Regions from separate parts of the Hordeum vulgare genome. Here regions 1 and 2 are each linked to region 3. A link is a contact called in public Hi-C and HiChIP or PLAC-seq data. All regions are on one chromosome and are shown on one strand. Each heading gives the region's core, a stretch centred on a gene start, on an enhancer-like site or on the middle of the called end of the contact. The rest is flanking DNA. Distances are from core to core; before and after follow the strand shown. Region 1 holds the start of LOC123449296 (protein OBERON 4-like). Region 2 holds the start of LOC123449304 (zinc finger protein 8-like). Region 3 holds the start of LOC123449301 (probable glucan 1,3-alpha-glucosidase).

Region 1 (4,419 bases), core at 1,627-4,126, 480 kb before region 3:
TTTCTGAAGTAGCGGGGTAGGGTTCCCTTTCTCGGTAGATATGTTTGACGACAACTCAACTTGCCATCCTGTGCTGTTGTTCACCTGATCAACTCCTTGAAACAAAGGTTTACTGCCTACTGAATGCTCACAATTGTCTAATGACCGTTGAGTATGTGAGAAACTAGGGTTGCGAACAAATGCTTGAGAATTGGTCAATGATACGGAAGCTGTTATTCCATCTGAATTTGTGCAGAATGATGATGATGACGACGACAACTGAGAGCATGGTCCATGGGCTACAGAATCAGGTCTCGGAATAAAACTTCTGAATTCAGGATCCTGTAAACCACCTGACAAGCTTAGTGAAAGATCAAGTCTCCCTATCTTGAGTGTGTCATCTTCCTGCTTTACGGAAGTAGTGCTTGTAGATTTCCATGCTTCTTTTTGGTCTGTGTCAGGCTGCGATCCTATGTCAAAACCTCTCCCCACTAAAGTACCACCACCTGCCTTATTAAGGACATCAAATGCTATACCCTTTCCTTTATCTTCAGCCCTTGGCTTCTCCATAATCAGATCCAAAGTCGTGCCCTTTCCCTTAGTATCCTTAATATGGTCCTTGGGTGATTGAAGGAAAACACCAGCACCTACAAGATTGGCCTCCAGATCAATATGTTTTACTTGTTTTGCAACGATTTCATTCTCAACTGCTTCTTCTTTTTCTTCTACAACTTCAGTTTTGTCAAGCGCAACTCTATTTTCACAACCATACCTCTCGAGCCCCCCTTCCACTGGTTGGGATGCGATAGATTCAGTTGTTTCATCAACCTTCTTGTCTCCAACATTTCCTATTTCAGTTTCTTTAATTTCTTGAGACTCTTGGCAGAGAGAAGTCATGACATCTTCCTGGAGCATAGTGGATGAGCTACTCTTTCCAGCTATGTCAAGCACATTGGCAGTTAGTTCTTTCGTGGTTACTGTCTCATGCATTGCTTCCCCCAGCATAACGGATGAATTGCTATCTCCTAGCAAATTAACGGTGTTGGCAGTTAGCAGTGTGCCATCTTCATGCACCGCTTCCTTCAGCATACTGAAAGAACTGACCTCTTTCGGCGCATCTGTGATATCGGCAGCTACATCTACATATTTCACTTCCTCCTGCATCGCCCCCTGCAGGATACTGGATGAAATGCAATTTCCAACACCGCCATCTGCATTGATGTTTCCATCTGTTGCTTCTTTAGGAAGAACTTTGTGCAGCGTAGTCGATGAACTGCCAATCCAAACAATATCATCATCACTAGCAGTCTCACCTAATGCCATTACAGCCTCCTGCAGTGATTCTTTCTGTATGCTCGATGAAGTGCCCTTCCCAACATCATCGACAGCAATGGCAGTTTCAACTTGTGGTGTCACTTCTTCCATGCTAACCTCCTTCAGGATACCAGACGAAGTGCTCTGCCCACCCACATCAGCAGCATTGACACAATCTTGTCGTGTAACGGAGGAAGTGCTCTGTCCACCTTGATCAATGGCACTGGCAGCTTCATCTCCTCCACACACTTTCTCTGTGACATCCGATGCTGATTTCTCATGCTGTCTATTTGTTACTTTCTCTGTGACATCCGGTGCTGATTTCTCATGCTGTGTATTTGTTACTTTCTCTGTGACATCCGATGCTGCTGATTTCTCATGCTGTGTATTCGTTACTTTCTCTGTGACATCCGATGCTGCTGATTTCTCATGCTGAGTATTTGCTGCTTTCCCTGTGACATCCGATGCTGATTTCTCATGCTGTGCGTTTGTTACTTTCCCTGTGACATCCAATGCTGATTTCTCATGCTGTGTGTTTGTTGCTTTCCCTGCTTCTGCAACAGCATCATCCCTGATCTTCCCTTTCTCCTTCCCCAAGTTGTCAGCAGCCTGAGTTCTCACATCCACTCTTAGTCTCGGCCCAGGAGAATCCACTTTCTTCAACTCGCATCTCTTACTAGTTCCCTTGTCATCAGCACGGCCTGAGTCAACCCACTTCTGATGCTCCGCGGTGGCAGGCGGATGCGGAGGCGGGGCTTTGGTGTCCGGATCTGGCGCAAGTTCCCCTTCCTCGATCTCACCGGCGGCGCAGTTGTGCTTCCTCAACTTGTCCCCCTTGGGACCATCGATCCTCCTCCTGGGCTCACTGGGAGACCGGCGAGGGGGCGTCGGCGGCGACGGCGCCTGCCGCCTGGTCGCAGACTTGTGGCCGTCCAAGCCGTGCGGATCCCTCCAGGGGCCACCGGGACGCCGCCACGCCGAGCCGCTGCCGCTCGCATCCCAACGCGACCGGTCGCGGTCGGCGCGGAAGCCCTTGGGGAACTCGCGGCGGAAGCCGGAGAAGCTCTCGGAGCGGTGCATCGCCCGGTCCCCTCCATAGCCCCGCGGCGATGGGGAGTCCCGGTAGCGGTGGTCGTAGAACCTGCCGCCGAAGCCGCCCCGGCGGTCGAACTCGTCGCTCTCGTACTCGGCGGGGCGGCGGCGCGGCGGCGGCGGGGACGGCGGGCCCCCGCGGTCGTAGAACCTCCGCCTGTCGCCGTCCGGGTCGTCGTCGTCGACGTAGGACGACCGCTGGCGCTTCATGCCAGATCGGCCGCGCCGAGGAAGGGTGTGGGGTGGGGTGGGGCTGCCGCCGAGGAGAGATAAGGAAGTAGCGGGCGAGAGCGTACGGGCAAATGCTCGCGTCGCCTCGGCTTGCTTCCGGCTCCCTCTCCCTCCCTCCCTCCTCTGGCTCTGGCTCGCTCGCTCCCGGCCACTCCCCTCACCTCCTAGTCGCGGTCAACGGGCGTCACCCAGATTTGGACCCGGGTCTCAGAGTCGGCCGCGCTTCGTCTCTCTCTCTCTCTTTTTTACCGCCGACGGAGAGCGGTGCTGCTGGCCCGCCCGTGGGCTCTGACGCGCGGGGGTCGCTCGGCCGGGGCCCGCCTTCGTAGATGGCGTGGCGCAGCGGATCCGGCGCCGAACAGGGGACGCGGGGCCGGGCGCCGTGGCGCGGTGGCGCGTGGCGGAGCGGGGAGAATGGCGATGGTGGAGTCGCGGTGGTGGATGTGGTGGGGTTGGTGGCGAGCTGGGGATGCGGCTGGGGCGATGGGTCGTGTCGTGGAGGGAGGCCTCGGGTGGCGTGTGCTGCGGTGCGGTGGTCTGATCTGATGTGTGTGTGAGCCAGAAAGGTCAGCTTTTGACTGGCGTTTGCGTGCAGACGAGATAGCATGGGCATCACCTCCGCCCTTGTGTGACTTGCCCCGTCGACCCCACGATTTTTCTCTCTCCAGATTCCGGTGGAGTGGAGTGGAGTGGAGCCGGTCAGCCAAGTGGAGCCCTGCCACAGACTTCGAAAGAAAAAAATGGAGTTTGCCGCGATGTTGCGTGCTTCTCCCTCCTTTGCGGCCAACAGATTCCTGGATTTAAAACGGGTTCCCTGGTTTTTTTTTCCTTCTTTTTCAAGACGAGATGAGAGGGACTGCGGAGACCGGAGGCGCTTGTCAATTGCTTGACGAGAACAACAAGCCACCTGTTTTTCCTCCGCCTCGGCGAGTAGAAGCTGACTACTCCTCCACTAATTTATGTTCCAAAGTTTGCTTGCATTACAGGTTCTCTGTTTTTCTTTAATTAAAACACTGGTAATATTAGGAAATCACGAGTGGATGTTGAATATGTAAGAACATATACAGTTGGACCCTCAAATCCGTCTCAAACACCGGGCTAGGCTTCCCGGTAACTCACTCGTCATAAAAATTCGATTTAGTCGGACCCTTCAAACGGGCCTCAAATGTTCGGGCTCACAGACATCTTTCATATCCAACCCAAATATGGGGTGGGTATACGGGATCCTGGCACGTCCATCATGTCGGTCTGATGACGTGGCCCCATGCGGACTCGTTCGAATTCCCGACCATCCGACGGGCACCTCCACCATCGACGCGTTGCGAACGCCACGTGGCGCCACTTCGGCTCACCATCCTTATCCATAGCCGGCTATTTAAGCCGGCCAGCGTCCCCCAACCCTAGCACATCCCCCTTCCTCCCTTCCATCGTCGTCACCCGAGCCCGTCAGCCATGCCCCCACGCCGCCGCCACTACATGATCTAGCAGTGTCTGTGGCTCCTTGCGCAGGTCCGGATCCGGAGGGCCGCGGGGCTACCTGTGGATCCGGAGGAGGATTTTGAGGAGGCCGAGGGGGTGAAGGTGGAAGATGAGGAGGAGGTGGGGATGGACGAGGGCGAGGAGCAGGAGTCATCGTGGTTTTGTCACGACAGATGTCCTCGTGAAAGACTTAGTGATGGAACCATCGCAACTATGTGGTGACTCAAAGGGGTTGATCGGAAAACGGGAGACGCTGTTTACCCAGGTTGGCACCTCCGATTGAGGTAAAAGCATACGTCCTGCTTTGTGTATATTGTTGTGGGA
Region 2 (4,474 bases), core at 14-2,513, 270 kb after region 3:
CAGAGGAATGATCTCCCGCGGCCTACGCACACAACAAATCAAACTATGTATCGTCATTTGTGCTACAGTGCTGGTCACACAGCTTATAACTAACGATGACCAATCATTATGTGGCTTCGTTTACAGCTGATGCCGAGTGTTATTCTTCTCTAGTCTTGGAAAGACACTAACGATCTCCAGCAGTGGCATGCATGATATCTTGATATGGACACAGGATCTATGCATGAGAGAAAAGCACCTGGGTGATCTTTTAACGGAGGATGTTATGCTTCATAAAAACAAAGCTTGTTGTCTGTTGATGAGAGGAGCACACCTTTCCATGTGATAGCACCCACATTGGCGCAGCAGAATCCCCATCGCCCTGGAACGTGGCTGCCCGGCCGGCCGGAGAAACAGCCATCTGCCTTTTCTTCCACCCTGTGGAACACATACGTGCTCGGTTTGTTTAATGACAATATATCCGTGTGACTATAGTTTAAGCATATTGCATGAAGTACAGTGATCAAGAAGTACGGACCCCCAGAGGCATTGAACCAGCGTGGAATGGAGAATAGCAAGGGAGGGGTCAGGGAAATTATGCAAAAAATTGGGAAATAATGTCAGGGGGATGATGGTAGAGAGAAAAAATCGCCAGGTTTTATATCTAGGAGGTGTGAAAGTTTCAGAAAGGCGCTGCAAATGACCTTTGTTTTGCTGTATCTATACGCACGCCACAAATGATACCAATCTTACAATGGCACCACATATAGATGTGCCCAGTAATGACTCAATGGCAATGCTAAACCATCTGTGATGATGTGGTCTAGTTTCCTGTACTATTGTTTTCTCTTTATTTCCCCTCCATGTCATCTTTAGTCCTATGATACCACCTATAAATACCTCTGACGTCACATCATTGTTTGTGTCCTCAGAGAAAAAGCTATTGTAAAAATTTTATTCTTGGATCATCCAATGAGGCCAGGCTCCCGCAAATCATGCATGTGTCCGCTATCTCAGGTGGCCTCCCTTTAATTGTAGGGACTAAAAACACAAAGTGAGTGCTGAGTAGCTTCATTATAGCAAAAGAACAAAGCAGGGCCTATAGCATGATGAACCTAGCTATACACGCACCGTCTAGTTGCATGTATTAGATGAATATATATTCCGTGGTAAGTACATATTCCCTCCGTTCCTAATATAAGTCTTTCTAGAGATTTCATTAGGGGACTGCATACGGAGCAAAATGAGTGAATCTACACTTTAAAGTATGTCTATATACATCCATATGTAATCCTCTAGTAAAACCTCTAAAAAGAATATAGGAACGGAGGGGATAGCTTGGTAGGTGAACAAGGCAACATGATTCCTGCATGGTTAGTCATGCAGTTCCCGCTTAACAATAACAACAACCTAACTAGCTAGGATAATTGAGGGGGTATAGTTAGTTAGCTTTTGAGATGCATGAATAGCAGTGGTAACAGGAGTAGGGAGATATTTTAGGACGCTCCCATATAAGGTATAGCTTAAGAATAGAGAAAGCAAACAAGATAAGAAACTAAGACAGCAGCAGAGTATAGTCTTTTTTTGGAGGTGGTCGAGAGAAATCGATCAGTCACGCAGCTGCAGCTGTGCTAGCGTAGCCACAAGGAGGCTGCCACCGCTAGATCTGCACGACAGGACCACTTCCAAACACAAGCCTGCAGCTCCAGATGTAAAGAAGCCAACAGCTATAAAGAGCCCCCATAAAACAGCCAGTACCACCCCCACATAGCTGCTATATAGAGCGACAGGCCCACGCTCAGAGCTTGTCACGTACTCACTGATGCCTACACATGCATGAAAGCCAGAGAAATGAAGAAAGCAAAGAAAAAGAGAGAGGAGAGAGAGAGAGAGAGAGCTCTCGTGAGAGTGAGGGAGTGAGAGAGATGGTTTTCCTCAGTCTCAGTGACAGGTACTTGTTTGTTATGTGGGAGAGCCCAAAAGCCTCCTAGTGCAGTGCAGTAGTACTTGCCAGAGCTTATTGTGTACTATGGGCTCCCCCAAGGCCCCAGCCCTTCCCCAAGAATTTACTACTGTACTACGGCATCGCCAAGGCATGGATGGACGATGCATGTATCCACATCTCCCCTCTCCCATCTAGCAGGACGCCCCCACCTCCCCCTAACTAACCACGCACGATAGTAAGGTGACAATTACCCTGCCCCATCCGTCGGCACCCCATTCCTCTCACCAAGCATGCGATGCGAAACCTATCGCTTCTATACATTTGGCACTCCTCCTTTGAGAGACATGAGCGCCAGACCTTCTTCTTGCCCTTTCTATTCCCTACTACCTTCTCTCTCTCCCTGGCTCTCCTCTCATGCCCCCGCCGGCCCCCTCCTTAACTCCATGACATTCAGGGCCGGGGTTCCTCTTCTTCCCAACAGCTACTCACTGCTGATGCCGCTAGACTAGCAGCTGAGCGTGAGATATTGTTTTCTACTTCCAAGGAGCTGTTAGATAGCCTAGGAAATTCTGCAGCTTTCTCGATCCACCTGGTTCTGGTTGCATGGGCGGTGACGGAGGTGGTGAAGGCGGTATCGGTGGTGGCGCGGCGAGCATGCGGGAGCCTCATGACTTTGGCAACGTTGCGTCCTTCTCCGAATTGCCATTCCTGCGCTCCGGTGCTCCTCAGCGAGAAAGCCCCAACTCTGGCATCCGCCTCTTCGGCATTGACGTCCCGCATGCATCACCTGAGGGCAGAATTAAAGAAGACGCCGCTACCAGCAGCGCGACCCCTTCAGCCACCAAGCAGAGCAGCGGTGGCGCTGCCATCACCGCTGCAAGCGCCGCCCCTGACAGCAACCGCAAGTTCGAGTGCCACTACTGCTGCAGGCACTTCCCGACGTCGCAGGCGCTCGGGGGACACCAGAACGCACACAAGCGCGAGCGGCAACACGCGAAGCGGGTGCAGATGCAGTCGGCGATGGCCGCGGCAGCGGCGGCTGCTGGCAGCGCGCACCACCACCACCATCTCCTTGGCTACCCGCAGCACCGCTTCGGCACGACATTGTACCCGTCATGGGCCACGGTGAGTAGTGGTGTCTCCTACGGACACCAGCAGTTCTACAGAGGGATCGGGTCGGTCGGTCAGCCGATCAATGGGAACCCTCTGCCTGGGGCGCTGTGGAGGGGGCCGATGGCTGCGCATGGCAACACAGGCATGCCGTTGGCTGGAGAGCGGCGGACAGTCACGCTGCCCATGTTCAGAGGAGAAGAGCAGAAAGCTTCGGCTTCTCTCGGGGCGGCCTCCCCCTCCTCCTCTTCCTCTTTGGTGCTCTCCCCGCAAGGTCAGTTTGCTTGCGAGCAGCCAGCCACCACCGCAGCACCCGAGGGTGTGAGCTTAGATTTGCATCTATAAATGCCTTCTCCTTTGTTTTTAGTGGATTATTATTACTCTGAGAACTGGTTTCCTAATCTTTTTCTCTGGTTGAAATTACCTTCTTACTGAATTCGGATCGGACCTGGCTGAGATTAGCTTTTTCCACTCGCGGCTCGTGACACGTGAGAAATATGTCCATCCATCAAAGCTTCGATCCTGCAGCTATTTGCATGCACATAAAGAACATTGTGGGTTGTATGATTAGGGTTTACCTTTTAGATTTATAACTTTCATGCAGCATAACAACTTTATACTCAACTGAAAATTCTTTGAAACTCTTTCAGTTCAGTTAAGCTGAATTACACAAAAACTGTTGGATATACAACATGCATGTGATTAGTTTTAGGAAAGATACACATTTTTACTTCTCACCATTAGATAACACTCAGTACAAAGTCTTAAGCATAAAGAAGAGATGAATACTCCCTCTGTCCGGAATTACTTGTCGCACAAACAAATAAAAATGGATGTATCTAAAATTAAAAGACATCTAAGATACATTCATTCTTATGACAAGTATTTCCGGGAGGAGGGAGTAGTATTTTTGTGTTTCTGAATGACAATATAAATTTGAAGAGACCGGTGGATAAAACAGATTGTTGTCTAGCATCCATTTATAGGAAGGTTATCTTCCTTTTGGTGGGAATTTTACCTTTTCATCTTTAATATACTATACATTGAGATAATGACCCATCCTCAATTAGCTGCCACCACCTACAGATCTGTCGTATGAACCTGCAGCTTAGTTAAGAAAATATACATGTGAATGCATATAAAGTTTTAAAAGAATACACACACAGATGCAAATGTTAAAATGTTTTGAGCCCTACCAGGGTTTTAACCAGTACGTACGTTGGTATATATGTGAGCAACAGCCGCTGCAACTTGGATGCCCAATATAAAGGCTGTAGCTTTATAGCGGTAGATTCAGCATTCTGGTGTGTTGATTCAAGATAGTTTGCACGCACTAAAAAAAATATAATATGATTCCATTACAGTTGACTAGGTATGCACAGTGTTGACCCTATCTCTATCTAGAAAGAGCTATATATATATATGTTTAAACTTTAAACA
Region 3 (4,389 bases), core at 950-3,449:
TCATGGTGAGCATGACCTCTAAAGAAAGGATAAAAAGCTCCTACTTGGTACCAACGCACCAATAGGTCAGGTTCAGGGTTACCAAAGAATCCACCAATATCCGCACCTGTCAAAGCTTCCCATGTTAGTAAGGCTTATAAACATCAGGATTATAAGGTGAAGTTGTAATGTAGGTCTACCTACCAGAGAAGGTCATGCCAGTAAGACCAAGAGTTAAAACCATCGGGATAGAAGATTTAAGGTGATCCCAATCTGCAGTGTTGTCACCAGTCCAAACTGCCCCATACCGTTGACTTCCAGCAAAAAAAGCCCTTGACAAAACAAAGGGCCTGTCTTTACCCTCACCTCGCTTGAGAAGCCCATCTGAAGTAGCCATATGGAAATAGTACCCATATGCATTGTGCAGTTCTCGGTGTTCAACATCACCGTTGTGTATAGCATCCCTAGGCATGGTGACCTATTCAACAAGATTGATTCATGCATAAAATGTTTCAGTTTTGCTGCAAAACTCGTCTTCACAAGATAATGCATAGACAAATTGCAATTCAGCGACATACCTCAGGGCCGTTGAAGACTGATGGTTCATTCATGTCATTCCAAATGTACAGTGTTGGAGTTGATCCCTTGTAGTTTTGATAGGAGAACTTGTCAGCCCACCAGTCCCGTATCTCAGGGTTCAACATGTCGGGATATGATGATGACCCAGGCCAGCACCATCCATCGTAGTCCTTCCCGCTTGCATCTTTCACATAGTAACCTTTGGCGGTAGCTTCCTCGTGGAGGTAGTATCCACTGTCCCTCTTCATATGTGGGTCTACAATCGTTACCATCTTCCTCCCCTTATCTGCTATTTTCCGCTGCATCTCCTCTGGGTTCGGGAATGTGGAACGATCCCATGTGAAATATCGCTTGCCATCAGTGTGCTCAATGTCAAGCCAGAGCACGTCATATGGAATATCATGCTCATCAAACCCAGCATCCACTCCACCAACATCCTCCTCATCCCGATAGTTCCACCGGCACTGATGATATGCCACTGCAAACTGCTGCGGCATGGAAGGCGTACCTGTAACACTAATGTACTGCTTGATCACATCCTTGGGCTTGGAACCGACAAAGAAGAACGCATCAACGACACCAGCCTCAGCCATCCACAGCGTGTCAATTCTCCCGTTCTCCGACGATGCTGCGCCATCCCACCCTGGTGCAAGCACATCAATCTGCATCTCCGCGGCATTAAGCCAGAAGAATCCTGAAGATGCACTTGCACCATGTGCAATCATGAAGGGGATCGACCCATACAGCCCAAAGGGCGAGTCGTGGAGGTACTCGAACACATCGAGGTTGAAGAGGCGGTAAGGTTCGGACTCCTCAACCCCCGGGCCGCGTGTGGGGCGGAGGGCGAGCTCTGTGGAGCCGTGCTCGGGGAGGCCATACACGAAGTCGGCGCCATAGAAGGAGACGTCAAAGGTAATGGACTGCGGGCCGCGGGGGCGCGTGTCCGTGTGGCTCCTGAACTGCTCCTCCCAGGTCTCGCCCTCGGGCTTGGACTCCTGCAGCGGCTCGAAGTCGAAGAGGCCGTGGGAGTTGAAGGAGAGCACGGGGTCGCCCGAGCCAGCTCGGCGGACGGTCAGCTCGAAGGGATCGTGCTTGACGACGACGTCGAGGTCGGAGGAGAGCGCGACGGTGGAGACGCTGCCGACGGTCTTGGGTTTGGAGAGGTGGAGCGCGCGGGAGTCGACATCGGGGAGGAGGACGTCGGGGACGTGGAAGCGGCGGCTGGGCGGGGTGTTGGCCGAGTAGTCCTCGTCGATCTGGAGGCGGAGGGCGTGCGGGGGCAGCGCGGAGAGGCGGAGGAGGAGCGGGCGGGGGCGGGAGGGGTGGGAGAGCTCGGCGGTGAGGGAGCCCTCGGGGGAGACGGCGAGGGAGCCGGCGACTAGGGAGAGCGGCGCGTCGAGAGAGTGCGGGGCGCGGGTGCGGGCGCGCTTGCAGAAGGGGGTCTGGTTGCAGTTGCGGAACTCGTCCTTCTTCCAGGCGAGCGCGGCGGGGGAGGCGAGCAGGAGGAGGAGGGCGAGGCGGAGGACGCGCGGCAGCGGCGGGGGATCCATGGCCGCGGCGTCGGATCTGGTCTGGGACTGTGGAGCAGCGAACTGCCTCTGCACCTTGCTCCCTCGGCCGGAGTCTTTGCACGACTGGGGATGCCTCGCCGTTCGTCGATGGGCCAGTCGTCGTATTGGGAGCTAGCAGGCCTTCACATGCCATTCGGAGCTCCCGTAGTAGGCCTGCAAGAAGGTCCTTAAGCCTGTATCGCACATTTGGGCCGCCCAGCTGCAGGTCATTCCTTCTCGTGGAGCAGAAGAAAAAAAGAAGGCGGCGTCATCTGACTGCAGCGGGCTAAAAGAACATCTCTTCTCAACCGTCAGATGTGAAAATACGTGATCATCTGATCTTTACACAGTAGATGAGTATAACTAGATTATACCCAACGCGTTGCGACGGAAAAGTAAGCTAATAAAAATGTCGATGTGGATGACAAACGTATGCTTACTGAAAAAGACTTACAGAAATAGCTTAACTACAACTGTTGTGCTGGTGTAGTAACAAATATGAACTACATCTGACATGTTCCATATAACACCATTCATGATGATTATATCATATATTGCGTGAAAAAAGGTGATGGTTGGCAGACCCGGTTGTATGAAGATCCGGCTGTATGAAGAAGTCTACTAATTTGCAGCATTTACGTATTCTCCATGATGTAGGGTGTATCCGCTAAAAATCATGTAACAGCCCATAAGATTTATGTAACTATACAAAATCATTTGGATATATACTAAATGGATCTCTCTATTGAAGCATATAGTACTAAGTAGCTTGTTGGTGTTACAATATTTTGTTTGTTATCCTGTTTTCCTATCCACAGTCAAACAAAACAAATAAAGGGATTATATGGTAAATCGCGAATTCCATATAGCACTCTAAGCAGCGGCTCGAAGTCGAAGAGGCCGTGGGAGTTGAAGGAGAGCACAGAGTATCCAAAATTGACAACATTGGTACAGAAATTCAAACATATACCAAGGTATGGGTATGTATATTTTATTCTCGGTCCTTCGTGTAGAATTTTGTCTTGGTCCCGAGAAGAACCAAGTGACTCCACAATGAATATTTGTATAATTGCCAACTGAAGTTGACGTGAGAATAATACAAAACAATGTGTCCATTTATATAACATCAGTGTATAATGTACTTGTGGAATTGTGTAGACACAGAAAATCATTAAGTAAGAAACAATGTATACTATAGGAACCAACAAACCTTAAGGAGAAGTATAATAATCTTACCTCAACTCTATACTTATCTCTTGTGAGAGAATAAAATCCTTTGCGATAATAAATGGATCTTTGTTATTTTTTACATGACTCTTAAAGTTCCTAAACTACCATGTATGATGGACACTTCATTATCTTCTACTCCCTCCATAAACTAATATAAGAGCATTTAGATCACTATTTTAGTTATCTAAACACTCTTATATTAGTTTACAGAGGGAGTAGAGAACAAAAACATGTCAGCTCGACAGGTCATCGTCCGTTTTGGCTCCCTCCACTCCGCAAACCTTCAGTGGCTCAACTCGGCAAGTATTGTGCTTTTGCCAAAGAAGGAGGGGGCGGAAATGGTCGCCGACCACAGGCCCATCAGCCTCATCCACGCCGTTGCCAAGATCATAGCCTAGGTGCTCTCCATTAGACTTGGCCTGCACATGTCTCCTCTCATCTCCAACGCTTAGAGTGCTTTCATAAAAATACGGAGTATTCACGACAACTTCATTATGTCCGTAACCTTGCTCACCGCGTGCATAGGAGCAAAAAAACCTCTCTGTTGTTCAAACTGGACATTCGCAAGGCTTTCGACTCCGTCAGATGGGAGTATTTGCTGGAGCTCCTTCAAAGGAGGGGGTTTCCAAGGAAATTCAAAGACTGGATTGCATCCTTGTAGTGTACCTTCTCCTCGAGGGTACTGCTAAATGGGGTGGTCCGGCACCCCATCAAGCACGGCTGTGGGTTGAGGCAAGGGGACCCTCTTCCCCCCCCCCTCCTTTTTGTCATCACTATTGACCCACTGCAACACATCCTCGCGTGGTCACGGAAAAGGGGTTGTTACACAAGGTCAGAGGGAGGGGAGCCGTGGTGCGGACTTCTCTCTATGCGGACGAAGCGATTGTCGTCATGGCCCCGATTAAAAGAGATATTGACAACTTGGCTGCCATTCTAAGAGGCTTTGGAAATGTCATGGGACTTCGCACCAATTTCCATAAGAGTTATGTGGTCCCCATTCGATGCAATCACATTGACTCAGGGCGTGGCACCCTGGGTTTATGATACGTCT

What was found. A called contact is a pair of places that touch in the nucleus more often than the background predicts. HiChIP or PLAC-seq counts read pairs in DNA pulled down with a chosen protein or histone mark.
Region 1: a contact with region 3 is called in a Hi-C map of seedling, with 4 times the contacts expected there. The contact joins the promoter of LOC123449296 here to the promoter of LOC123449301 in region 3. A contact is called at or near these places in 3 of 6 Hi-C or Micro-C datasets (leaf and seedling).
Region 2: an H3K4me3 HiChIP or PLAC-seq map of embryo shows a contact between it and region 3, with 4 times the contacts expected there. The contact joins the promoter of LOC123449304 here to the promoter of LOC123449301 in region 3. A contact is called at or near these places in 1 of 6 Hi-C or Micro-C datasets (seedling) and 1 of 1 datasets of contacts at active chromatin or transcription factors (embryo).

The regions. Positions count from the first base shown.
Region 1 is chr4H:530,939,582-530,944,000 of MorexV3_pseudomolecules_assembly, forward strand. It overlaps LOC123449296 (protein OBERON 4-like), which reads right to left and starts at 2,877. Exons shown (of 3, transcript XM_045126454.1): 1 at 1-2,877. The coding sequence starts at 2,595.
Region 2 is chr4H:531,695,673-531,700,146 of MorexV3_pseudomolecules_assembly, forward strand. It overlaps LOC123449304 (zinc finger protein 8-like), which reads left to right and starts at 1,264. Exons shown (of 1, transcript XM_045126469.1): 1 at 1,264-3,470. The coding sequence starts at 2,528. The coding sequence ends at 3,379. LOC123449305 (a long non-coding RNA gene) reads right to left here. Exons shown (of 6, transcript XR_006631990.1): 5 at 314-417; 6 at 1-217.
Region 3 is chr4H:531,420,924-531,425,312 of MorexV3_pseudomolecules_assembly, forward strand. LOC123449301 (probable glucan 1,3-alpha-glucosidase) reads right to left here and starts at 2,200. Exons shown (of 6, transcript XM_045126462.1): 1 at 558-2,200; 2 at 184-457; 3 at 1-106. The coding sequence starts at 2,108.